Regions from separate parts of the Mus musculus genome. Here regions 2, 3 and 4 are each linked to region 1. A link is a contact called in public HiChIP or PLAC-seq data. All regions are on one chromosome and are shown on one strand. The core of a region is the stretch at or near the end of the contact, and the rest is flanking DNA. Distances in the headings are between cores, read along the strand shown.

What was found. HiChIP or PLAC-seq counts read pairs in DNA pulled down with a chosen protein or histone mark.
Region 2: a contact with region 1 is called in an HNF4G HiChIP or PLAC-seq map of pancreatic cancer cells. The contact joins two enhancer-like sites. A contact is called at or near these places in 5 of 39 promoter capture datasets (the C10 cell line, cranial neural crest, embryonic stem cells and 2 more), 2 of 115 datasets of contacts at active chromatin or transcription factors (embryonic stem cells and pancreatic cancer cells) and 1 of 9 other capture datasets (adipose tissue).
Region 3: a FOXA1 HiChIP or PLAC-seq map of pancreatic cancer cells shows a contact between it and region 1. The contact joins two enhancer-like sites. A contact is called at or near these places in 2 of 15 datasets of contacts at CTCF or cohesin (the G1E-ER4 cell line and large pre-B cells), 8 of 484 Hi-C or Micro-C datasets (the G1E-ER4 cell line, embryonic stem cells, erythroblasts and 2 more), 7 of 115 datasets of contacts at active chromatin or transcription factors (embryonic fibroblasts, embryonic stem cells, extraembryonic endoderm stem cells and 3 more) and 4 of 9 other capture datasets (adipose tissue, embryonic stem cells, liver and 1 more).
Region 4: a contact with region 1 is called in an HNF4G HiChIP or PLAC-seq map of pancreatic cancer cells. The contact joins the promoter of Ociad2 here to the enhancer-like site in region 1. A contact is called at or near these places in 4 of 39 promoter capture datasets (the 3T3-L1 cell line, embryonic stem cells and hematopoietic stem and progenitor cells), 2 of 115 datasets of contacts at active chromatin or transcription factors (embryonic stem cells and pancreatic cancer cells) and 3 of 9 other capture datasets (adipose tissue, liver and pancreatic islet).

Annotation. Positions count from the first base shown.
Region 1 is chr5:73,181,494-73,184,319 of GRCm38.p6, reverse strand. All of the region lies in intron 3 of Fryl (FRY like transcription coactivator), which reads left to right. Among named protein-coding and RNA genes, the nearest start is that of 1700071G01Rik, 26 kb to the right of the region's middle. Within about 2 kb of position 1,414, at least 62 of the 459 cell types and tissues checked have an H3K27ac peak or open chromatin away from gene starts, as enhancers often do. A contact at or near this core is called in pancreatic cancer cells, where this site is marked.
Region 2 is chr5:73,400,151-73,402,976 of GRCm38.p6, reverse strand. No RefSeq gene overlaps it. Among named protein-coding and RNA genes, the nearest start is that of Cwh43, 4.5 kb to the left of the region's middle. Within about 2 kb of position 1,481, at least 73 of the 459 cell types and tissues checked have an H3K27ac peak or open chromatin away from gene starts, as enhancers often do. A contact at or near this core is called in pancreatic cancer cells, where this site is marked.
Region 3 is chr5:73,363,254-73,366,079 of GRCm38.p6, reverse strand. It overlaps Gm34496 (a long non-coding RNA gene), which reads right to left. Exons shown (of 5, transcript XR_377015.2): 3 at 2,772-2,826; 4 at 2,454-2,667; 5 at 2,314-2,375. Among named protein-coding and RNA genes, the nearest start is that of Gm34583, 6.2 kb to the left of the region's middle. Within about 2 kb of position 1,364, at least 23 of the 459 cell types and tissues checked have an H3K27ac peak or open chromatin away from gene starts, as enhancers often do. A contact at or near this core is called in pancreatic cancer cells, where this site is marked.
Region 4 is chr5:73,337,487-73,340,312 of GRCm38.p6, reverse strand. It overlaps Ociad2 (OCIA domain containing 2), which reads left to right and starts at 1,366. Exons shown (of 7, transcript NM_026950.4): 1 at 1,366-1,782.

The DNA.
Region 1 (2,826 bases), core at 165-2,664:
GGATCATATCTTTGGATGGGATCCCTTGAAGGAACACCCACATAGCTGGATTAAATTTCCTCTACAGTCACTGAATGATGTCCTAGCCATCCTGGTTTACGGTAAATACTTTCAGTGATGTTTACAGAGGGGCAAAATTGCCTGCCACCAGGTTTCTCTGACTCTACACCCCGCTGTAGAGCAATATTAAGCAATGTGTGTCTGTGTTCCTTGTATCCAGGTGTTTAACCATTATTCCAGGTCTCTTTCCTTACTTGCTTCTAATACTTTAGTCCTAATCCACTCAGGACCCTCTGAATTGGTCCGGATTTCATTAGCTAGAAGGGGTACTGCCTACCTTCCTGGTCAGTGGTTTATGTAAGAAGCAAAAGGGGAAAGAATTATATAATCTAAGGTTAATTTAAGTGGAATAAGAGAAATATGCATATGAGTGCTTAGTTAAGCACCTCTGAAATAATATAATCTATATAGCTTAGATTTAAAAGTCATACCAACATGAATAAGACAATAAAAACAGAGACTGGTTAGAATCTGTGGGGTCAGCAGATTTACTTAGGGGTAGATATTTGAGTGACAGATATCACTGTCAGACAGGACAAACACATACCACCAGAGCAGAAAACTAAGCAAAATACGCTAAAATAAATAAATTTATTTATTTTAGAATTAGAATCCATATGCTCGCCTTAGACAGACGTGGTTCAAAACTAGGTTGTGGTGAGTAAAGCTGAAAACATAAAAGACTAGACCAGTCTCCAGTGTGCTATGAAGAGAATTCAGGGAACAAGGCATGTCCCAGAAGCTACCTGGGCGCAGGTACAGACTGGGTTTGTGCCTTCGGGTTGAAGGGCTACACTTGGTGGTTACAGCCTCAGTGGGGTGTGGGACTCTCCAGTGCGATGCCTCCAGGCCATTCCCCTGACCTCACTCCTCTGCCTGCTTGTTTCTGTTAGTCTATTTAACATAAAAATATTAGCTCTTGGAGGATTGTATTGACCTGGCTTTATGTGAGGAAACTTCAGAGCTCAGGTCTATACCATGTGGTCGGGAAGCATCCGGTGAGGGCTGGTTGAGGAACTGGAGGCTGCTGTCCTAGGCGCCTGTCTTGTATGTGCCAAAGCAGAGCAGGCGCCTGAAGCGGTACTTAGCCCACTGATTTTTCCTCCTAGCCAGAGAACATTGCTCAGAGAGTACTGGTTCCTGAGCAATGGTAGCCTTCTATTAGTTCCAACGTCACAGAAACAAAACGATCCTAAAAGGCAGAGGAAGAGAGAATCTTGCATCTAGCAAGTGCAGATCTACAATAACAAACTTTATCTATGAAAGCCTAGAGAGTAAGTCTCTCAGGTCTTGTAAGCTGTGTGTCTCTATTATCAATACCCAACCTAAGCTATGGGCCAGGGCAGCCACAGATGACTCATGAGTGATGACTGTATGAGACATATCCCGGTGTGACTTTGTTTACAGAAACACAACAGGCTTGCCCTAGGAACCAAAGTTTTCTAATAGTTAAAATATAATAGAGAAAAGAATATTGCTGAGGTCAGGGAACAGACCTAACCTCGCAATGGACGCCGGAGGCTTTGAAGCAATATAGCATTATATTTCCTTGTATTTTATTATTTTATGTAACCCTTGCGAGAGTGGTTTTTTTTTTCTTTTTTTTTTTTGTCTGTAGCAGGATACCAGTTCGATATCAGTTACCTCATATTAAACTTCAGAGACTATGATAAGTGATCGTAAAGTCTCTCAAAATTAAAATCAAAACAAGACAAAACAAAACAGACCCCTGCGATCCTGTGGCAGTGTGAGCAAGGCCAGACGGTATATTCTTTAAAGATAACATCTGTTGTCTCATCTCATTCCCTCTCTGCCCCCAGTGCCCATGTGAAGTTCTGTTATTGTCAACCAAGCCGGTCAGGGTCCATCTCACAATGGAACCCTTTGTCTACCAGGCGGGAGTTAGGCTTCCACCCTCCCCGTCCTGCTGTTTATGTGGATAGAATCCACCACGCTATCATTTTTCAGTCATAAAGTTTATTGAACCCGATCTGGTTCTGCGTCCTGTGTTAAAAATATCTATGCTGGGAGTGGAGGTATGAACTGTGATACCAGCAAGTGGGAGGTGACTTGGGGCATAGGAGTCCACAGCAAACTCAAGACTAGCCTGGGCTACATGAGACCCAATCTCAAGAAAAGAGCAAAGAAGAAAAAGGAGAGGGGAAGGGAAGAAAGGGTTCATTATAAAGGGAAGTTAATCTCAGACGAAGGTGATTTGGTTCTAAAAATTAGAATCCATATGCTCGCCTTAGACAGTTTATTTTTCTAGATTCTGCATCTATTAAATTAAGCACGTCGTTGTCGATTGATTTAAATTGCTAAGCAATACAGGTGTAGATTATTCATAGTTGCCTGCTCCAATTTCTTCCTGTTCTTTCATGTAGCCCTTTGATGGGTTTTCTGCTTTTCGGAAGTAATTTAAGCTCAGGCTGGTCATACAGTCTCTTACACTGTGTGTGGAGGAAGTACTAGTTAGAACATATTTCCAGCTCCCTTGATGAAGAAACCTGTTAAAAATTCTCATTATTCTTAGTCTTCTCAAATTCCCCATTCTATTTTAAAATCGAGTTAAAAGAAAGTTAACCTTGGGCTGGAGAATGGCTCAGCTGTTACTATCATTTCCTGTATTTGCAGGGGATCTGAGTTTAGCACCCACATCAGGTGTCTCATAGCTGCCTATATCTCCAACCCTAGGGATGTCAGATCCCCTCTTCTGGTCTCTGTTGACAGACAGACAGACAGACAGACAGACAGACACACACACAC
Region 2 (2,826 bases), core at 232-2,731, 220 kb before region 1:
ACACTGCCATGCTTCCTGCCATGATGATAATGGACTGAACCTCTGAACCTGTAAGCCAGCCCCAATTAAATATTGTCCTTTGTAAGACTTGCCTTGGTCACGGTGTCTGTTCACAGCAATGGAAACCCTAAGACAGGGGTGATGAAAATATTTTGGAGGGGGCTGGTGAGATGTCTCAGTGGGTAAGAGCACCCGACTGCTCTTCTGAAGGTCCAGAGTTCAAATCCCAGCAACCACATGGTGGCTCACAACCATCCGTAACAAGATCTGACTCCCTCTTCTGGTGTGTCTGAAGACAGCTACAGTGTACTTACATATAATAATAAATAAATAAATCTTTAAAAAAAAAAGAAAAAAGAAAATATTTTGGAGTTTAGCTGTGCTGCCAGATACATAATAAATACACAAAGCCATTTGACTTCGCCCTTTGAGAAGATAAACTTAATGGCAACTTTTACCTCAATTGAATATGATGAGACTCCTGGTGTACTGCCTGTATTTTAAAAGTATTAGCAGGTTGTGGTAGCACGCATTTGTAATCCCTGCACTTGGGAGGAGAGGCAGAAGGACAAGGATTTCAAGGTCATTCTCAGCTATGTAGCGAGTCCAAAGCCAAACTGAGTAATATGAGCCTTTAGAAGGCAAAAGTTAAAACAACAACAACTAATGTTTAAGATAAACAAAAGAAATGAAAGAAATTCCACCACCACCACCACCACCACCACCACCATCACCAGAAAGATACACAGCAGCTCAGTGAACATCAATGTTAAAGATAATTACATAGGAGAAATTCACTTCACACTCACTATGGAATTCTGATTTTTTTATTTTTTAAAAAATCGGATGCTAACATGTTGACAAGGATGTGAAGACTGTGCTGGAGGGGGCAGAACGTGGTGCAGCTATGTTGGAAAACGTTCTATCGGTTCCTCAAAGAGTTAAATACAGAGGTACTGTATGAGCCAACCATTGCACTCCAAGGTATAGGTATGGGGGGGGCGGGCAATGTACAAACCCCATGCACAGATGCTTGAAGCAGCAGTGCTTCTAACAGCCCTAAAGAGAAGCAGTCCAAATGCATAAGCCCTGATTATAGTGTTATTTACATTCAATAGAACAGCATTCAGCAATGAAAAGGTATTGCTACATACGATGGCACAGTTCACTCTAGACACTGTGTTAAGAGAAAGGAGCCAGTCATTAAAAAAAAAATTGTACAATCCTGTTTACGAGAAATATTCTGAGTAGGCAAATTGAAAGTGACTGAGAGTGGCTTAGAGGTTACGGGGGGGGGGGTTCATATAGGTGGAGAAGGAAGTGGGTTGGTGAATCCAGTTTCTCATAGAGTAGATGACACTTCTAAAATTAACTTGTGACTGGCAACTTCCCGACTGTCAGTGTGCTGGCAGCACTTCCCTGCCCACGGGATGCTAAGTTCATGAATCACATAGGGTGAGGATCTCCAAAACACTTTCAAGTGTTTTGGGCGAGGCTGCAGTCTGAACGCCAGCAAATGAAGAAAAGACATCAGACCCTGCACTCTCCTGCCTGGGTGCCTCCCTGTTTCTCTCTGGATTGATTGCACTTCTCACTGTACCTGGCAAAAGCAACTGAAGAAAGGAAGGAAAGGTTTACTAGGGCTGATAATCTGAAGTTAAGGGTACAGTCCACGACGGCAGGAGAGGTCTGGCAACAGGGAAGGTCTTCCTGCTATACTGCATGCACAGTCGGGAAGCAGAAAGAAACAAAAGGGCACCTTCCTCCCTTTCTCCTTTCTATTCAGTCCAAGAGTAGAGCCCCAGGGCTGGTGAGATGGCTCACTGTGGTAAGAGCACCGACTGCTCTTCCGAAGGTCCTGAGTTCAAATCCCAGCAACCACATGGTGGCTCACAACCATCCATGAGATCTGATGCCTTCTTCTGGTGCATCTGAAGACAACTACAGTGGACTTATGTATAATAATAAATAAATCTAAAAAAAAGGAGTAGAGCCCAGGGGACAGTGCCGCCCACATTTAGGGTGAGTCTTCCCTCCCCATTTAAACCTCGGAAACACCCTCGTGGACACTCCTTGAGGTAAACTTTCCTGGGTGGCTCTTGAGTCCAGTCCAGTTGACAACGGAAGAGCAGTTTTCATATGCTGGAAACAAAAACCACACAGGTCTAATTGAGAGTGTGTGTCTGTGCAGTGCTTTGCTAGTCCATTATAAAGTTAGTTTCTTTTTCAGTATCTAACTTGCTTTTGTTGCAATTGGCCTTCTGTCTTACTTCATTTTCTTTAGCACTCTGACTGCAGCTCACCATAGGTGTGTCTGGAAAATGCAGTCCTTCGATGACGGGAGATCTTGGTGAGCAGCTATCCATCTCTGCTACAAAAGTCTACTTTATAGAGACTTATTTTGAGGTTTAAATAGATAAAAAGCTAAGGCCTTCAGTGTGGTGCCGGTTGTGGTGTTCACAGAACTCACAATACTGGGGGGGGTGGAGGGGGAGGTCTTTTGTTAAGCTGCCATGATGTTTGGCCTAGTGCAGGGGAGGTCTTAGAGACAAGGCTGGCAACTTAACAGTGACAGCTCTGTCCTGAGAGTATTTTAATTGCCTTCTTGAGGCTTTCTGTAATCTCGTTGGCATTCTCCCAACTACAGATTCCACACCAGCACTCGGCATACAAGGAAGGGTTTCATCATCGGCCCCCATCAGTCTCCAGAGAGAGCAGCATCCCACTCTAGACTGTTCTGCGTTTCCAGTCTGGTCCTGCATGGCACAGTGGGAAAGTTCCCCGAGGCTCCTGAGGCTCTCCTGTGCCCCTTTAATGTGGAGTTGA
Region 3 (2,826 bases), core at 115-2,614, 180 kb before region 1:
ACTCCTCCCCCAAGGCAGCAATTTCTTTCTTTCTTTCTTTTTTTTTTTTTTTTTTTTTTTTTTTTTTGGTTTTTTGAGACAGGGTTTCTCTGTATAGTCTTGGCTGTCCTGGAACTCACTTTGTAGACCAGGCTGGTCTCGAACTCAGAAATCCGCCTGTCTCTGCCTCCCGAGTGCTGGGATTAAAGGCGTGCGCCACCACCGCCCGGTGATGGCAGCAATTTCTAAATGTGCTGGAGAACCTGGGTGCCTGGGGTCCTTCTGGAGTCTAAGGAATTAAAGAAAGGGTCCCCAGCCAGATGCTCCAATGGGAAAGTGTTGAATTGGACAAAGGAAAGCAGAGGTTCCTACAGCGTGATCTAGCAGAACCTTTCCTAATATACTAATAGAGATTCCGAGTTCTCCAAGTGAAGGTCGGAAAGCCAGCCAGTGGGGTTTCCCAAAGCAGCTGGCCAGTGAAATCCTGTCTCTACGGTGTGAGTGCTGAGAACTGAGACCTCCCCCAGGAAGAGCAGCCATGGTCAGCTTCTGGTCCAGGTCCAGGTAAGTGGATTCACCCACAGGAGTCTGAACCCAGATCCTCTCCTCACCTGCCCAGCCCAGCAGATCAGAGCTACCTACAGTGAGCCTGGGAGGAGGAAGCAAAAGGACAGGGAAAAAAATTCCTCGATCTCTAGGCCGTCAGGACAACAGTTGGAGGGGGCATAGACCAAATTGAATACGGGGGCAAGTTTGTGGGAATGGCTGATTATAATTCCTGAGTCTTAGACATGGAGCATGCAACTCTTGACTTTCTATTTATGTCGGGGGTGGTCCTCCAATCTGGACAGTTCTGGGCTAGTGGTTATTCTGGGGAAAACAAAACACTCAATTCTTTCCATTGTGCCATTCTCCAACTGCTCTCCAGTATTCAAAATGAAAGTCATCCATTTCCCCAAGACCTTTTCCTCAGTAGCCATCCGTGTCTTAAAACCAGGAAGCACAGGTTTGGCTATTCACCACCTCAAGGACTCAAGAACCATCATGTGTGGGCTTTCATTTCCCCAGCCCCGGAAGGTCCTTGTGTTCTCCATCCCTGCCGCGGTCTCAGCTGCAGAGAACACACAGAGTCAAGGAGGAAAATGACAAATGAAATGATGAAAATCAGAGTTCTGGCTGAATGATGCTGCTCTTGAACTCCTAGACTGGGATCCAGGTCTCCATAAGTCCTGTCACCTCTTACCCCAGCAAGTCCATTCTCTGACTTTTTTTTTTTCTGCTCTGTTCTATGTCCCAGGAAGCTGACCTGGGGACCACCTGAGGACATGCCCTTGTCTAAGCAAGCCTTCAGCTTTAGAAAGAATGCACAGGGTGGGGCGGCCAGGTGATGCCCACACATCCATCATGTCACTGAGCAACCCTGGGATGGATCTCTGTGGCAAGGTGATAGTGCTTTCATGTCCACAATTGGCAAGTGTTACATAGAGGGGTGTTTCTCTGTTCCTGATGTAGACATCAGAAAAGACTGGATCTTCACTCTTCCCCGGCTGAGCTCTTGATGGAAAGAGATGGGGCTATTCCAGCTTGAGATTCAAATACTCCCACCTAGACCAGGCTCCTGATATTTTATACAGGGGGGTGTCTGAGACCAAATTACTCATATGGCCACTGTACAATTATCCAACATAGAACACAGGACCAGGCCATTCTCTTGTGAAAGGTGTCCCTTGTAAAGAGTGAACAGTTCAAACTCTGACTCATTCAGGCAAGAGGTTATCTAGAGTAAGCAGAAACAGAAGGCAAGGGAGGAAACACCCTTTTCTTGATAGGGCTGGGGGGGGGGCAGTTGACACAAATCCAATGTATTTGGAAACTTTCAGTAGGAAATGGTCTGTAGCCTGGTAAAGGGAGACTGGGGCTAGCCCTCAACTTGGACTTATTCTCAGACCTCTAGAAAAGCATCCTTAAAATGTATATACACATTGGGAACTAAGAGTTCAAAGCTTAGGCTACAACTCTACCATCCAAGTACAGTGGTAGCAGTGGGATCAATTAGCAATAGGGGACACAATAGAGAAGGATCTCATAGGCCCAGTCACTGACAGGGCCATAGCCAGAGATCCAGGTCATAGTCCCATGAAGCACCTGGGCATCACTTAGAGATCACTAAGTAACATTCTGAAAGAGACTAATTTTCAGTGATGATAATTTCAATTAACAACTGCATATGTGTCCATTTCTGTTGCTATACCAAATAAACCAAGTCTGGAAACTGTATAAAGAAAAGAGGTTCACTGAACACACAGCATTTGAGGCAGGAAATCCAGGGTCAGTCAACCTTAGTCTTTCAGCCTCGATGGAGGGTCTCATGGCAGATGGCATCATGGCTTGAGGGGCTGTAAGAGGAGAGATCACATGACTTTTTTTCTAACAAATCACTCTCACAGGAACAAAAAGGGTCCCAGGATAACTACCTTTATTTATTCCGAGGACAGAGACAGCCAGGAACCAAATGTCCTTGGGGGACGAGTCACATCTAATCATGGCAGGCTGGGTATGTCAGTTTGGACAGTGGAAAGAAGGCATCTCCAATCTTGAGCTACTCAGTTAACATCAACAAGTCAGCTTCAGAGAACACTACTGCCAATCACGTGGTCATCTTTCAGGCCAGGCTCAGCTAGTGTGATTCTAGAATATGAAGGTTCGGGGAGGATTAAAACTCCTGCTTCTGTATTTGAAAAGTAGAGTTAAGTCAATACCCCCAACAGCCAGTGCTATAGATAGAAATCAACCTTTCCACGAGGACCTCTCGCCATCTTGTGTTCTCAAGACACGACGATCGTCAAG
Region 4 (2,826 bases), core at 117-2,616, 160 kb before region 1:
ACAGGGAGAGTCTGCCGCTGTCTACTAGGGATGGAGAATCAACTAAACCAGCAATATCTTTTTTTTAAAAAAAAGTTATTTTAGTCATGTGTATGTGTGTGCAAGTGCTCACATCTGCCCACAGAGACCAGAGGAAGGAGTCTTGTCCCTTAGAGTGGAGTTTCAAGTTCTTTCAAGCCTAACTCTGGTCCTCTGGAAGAGCGGCAAGTGCTCTTAACCACCCAGCTCTGGAGGGTGGGGGCAGGAAGGTGGAGGCGTAATCAATCTTGTATTGCCAATTTCAGAGGACCGATCTTTAAATGATTAACATGTCTGTATATAGAGCTGAGCAGAAATCTGATCTGGAAGGCCAAAGGACACATTGCTGGGCTTGGTGACCTCCTGAAATGGGTATAAAGTCAACTAAAAGCAAGCAGGGGTGGTGCTTTCTCCACTGTACATTTCCCCAGTGGACTGTTATGGTGATAAGTACCCTGAGAGGACACAACTTTTCCTGAGTGTGAAAGAGAAGAGGGTCTTTTTCCAGCCAGGCTGGAGGCCAGGGTAGAAAAGGCCAGGACAGGGCCTGGAGAGATGGCACAGTGGCTAAGAGCACCTGTTGTTCTTGCAGAGGACTTGGGTTCAGTTCCCAGCACCCGCTTGGCAGCTCACAAGCATCTGTAACTCCAATTCCGGGGGGTGGGGGTGGGGGGTCCCGATGCCCTCTTCTGATCTCTGTGGGCAGCAGGAAATGAACTGTTAGTCACAGGATGTTAGTTTGGACAGAGGGGTGGGTAAGGAAGCCCCGTTGTGGGGGTTAAAGCTAGAAAATATAAGTTGCCTCTGGAATTGCAACTTCCAAATTTCCCCCCTCAGCACTGCAAGACTGGTCAGTCAGTCAGTCTCTGCAGACAGAGCGTCTTTCTGGAAATTCTTGTTCACAACACACACATACATTTACATAGATACACATTCACACATGTATACATGCATTCACACACCACCACTCACATACATGCACACCCTCTCATACTCCTAGACACCATCAAATGCACTAACACACATATACTTACACTCAGTCACATACAATTACATAGACATACATACATACATGTATACGCTCATATATACACTTACCCACACTCACATAATATAGGCACAGGTTTATGCTAACATATATTTACATACATACACACAGAGACACACATATATACTCATATGTGTTCACATATATACTTGCACATTCTCACATACATAGGCACTCATTTATAGTCACACATACTAGGATATACGCGCGCGCGCGCGCACACACACACACGCACGCACGCACACACACACACTCAGTGCCTTCCCCTCATAGGCTAGCCATTGGGAGGGTAAAAGCTTGGCAAAAGAAGGCTAAGGAACCAAGGTGGGCTGTAATTGACTCCCTCGGGGTTGGGGACCCTACCGGGCTGTCCCGGCTGTCCGCAGCACAGTGCTTTTGTTCTGAGGTGAATGCTTAAATCCGCCCAGAGAGGGGGTTCAGGGAAACAGTTGGAGTCGCCTGTGTTTTTGTTGGGAGGACGGAGTCACGTGAAAAACAATGAGGTAGAGTATAGCAAGTGTTAGGAAGAGACTGAGAAGTGGGGGCTTCTGGAAAGTGCTGGATTCTCCCAGTGTCACCAACAGAGAATGAGACTGCAAGTGGGGGCGGGCTGCACTTGCTGAGTCTTGAGCTAGCGACGCGCAGAGGTGCGGGGAGGAGCGAGCGCTGGAAGGAAGAGGAAGGAGGGAAGAAAGGAAAGATCGCCAAGAAAAAAGGTGAGGGGAGAGGAGAGGGGCCCTGGGGTTCGGGTTGGGGCGGTGGGCGTGTGCGGCGCGCGGGAGGGGTGTCTGCAGTCGTGTGTGTGTGTGTGTGTGTGTGTGTGTGTGTGTGTGTGCGCGTGCGTGCGCAGCTCCGCCTCGGTAGCACCCACCCGCACTTGTGAGCCCACAGAGGGTGGTGTGCGGGCAGGAGAGGTGGCCTGGGGCAGTGTCTTTCTCTGCTGGCTTTCCTTCCCGGGTGCTGGGGACTTGCGCAGGCCCTTCACAGACTGCACCGCCGCCGCTCCGCCGTAGCCAGTCTCCAACGCTTGCCTGCCTGGCTCCTCTCCAGGTGCCACCAACTCCTGCGACCCCAAGCAGGGGTGTAGCTTGGAGTTTTGCAGGCAGCCTTCTTGGAAGGGTCTAGCCTTTAAATCTAGCTAGCTGATTCTGGGCCAACCTCCCCTCCCCCGCCACAGACTGGGTCAGGCACCAGACCTGAGAGTGTGTGCGTGTGTGTTCACGCGCATGTGCCCAGAAGGTAAGGCTTGCTCAAAGCAAGCAACTGGGTTCTGGAAGACCCAGCCCACCAACACTGAGGTGTGTGGTTGCTTGCTTCCTGATTCTTGAGATGGCTCTGGGTCTGACTGGGAATTTAAAAAAAAAAAAAAAATCATCTAATTTGCCTATAGGTGGCAAAGATTTCCTAGGGTCTTAATTCCTAGAAAATAAGATGCCCAGAGCCACTCTGACAATTGTTCCCCTACTGTTCAGACACCTATCACTGTGCCCTGGTCCTGTCTTCATTTCTCATCCCCATCCTTGCACAGCTTAAGACTGCTGTGCCCAAGTCTCAGATGACACAGTGGAGGCCCAGACACTTTATATCCCTTATTCCAATTCTCAGGACCTGCAAAGAAAGTCAGAATTAAAACTGGTGTGTTGCAGGACATTGTTCCAGACTTTTAACAATGCACTCGGGTGGCAGACAGATCTCTGGGAGTTTGAGGCCAGCCTAGCCTGCACAGGGAGTTAGAGGACAACGAGAGTGACATAGTGAGA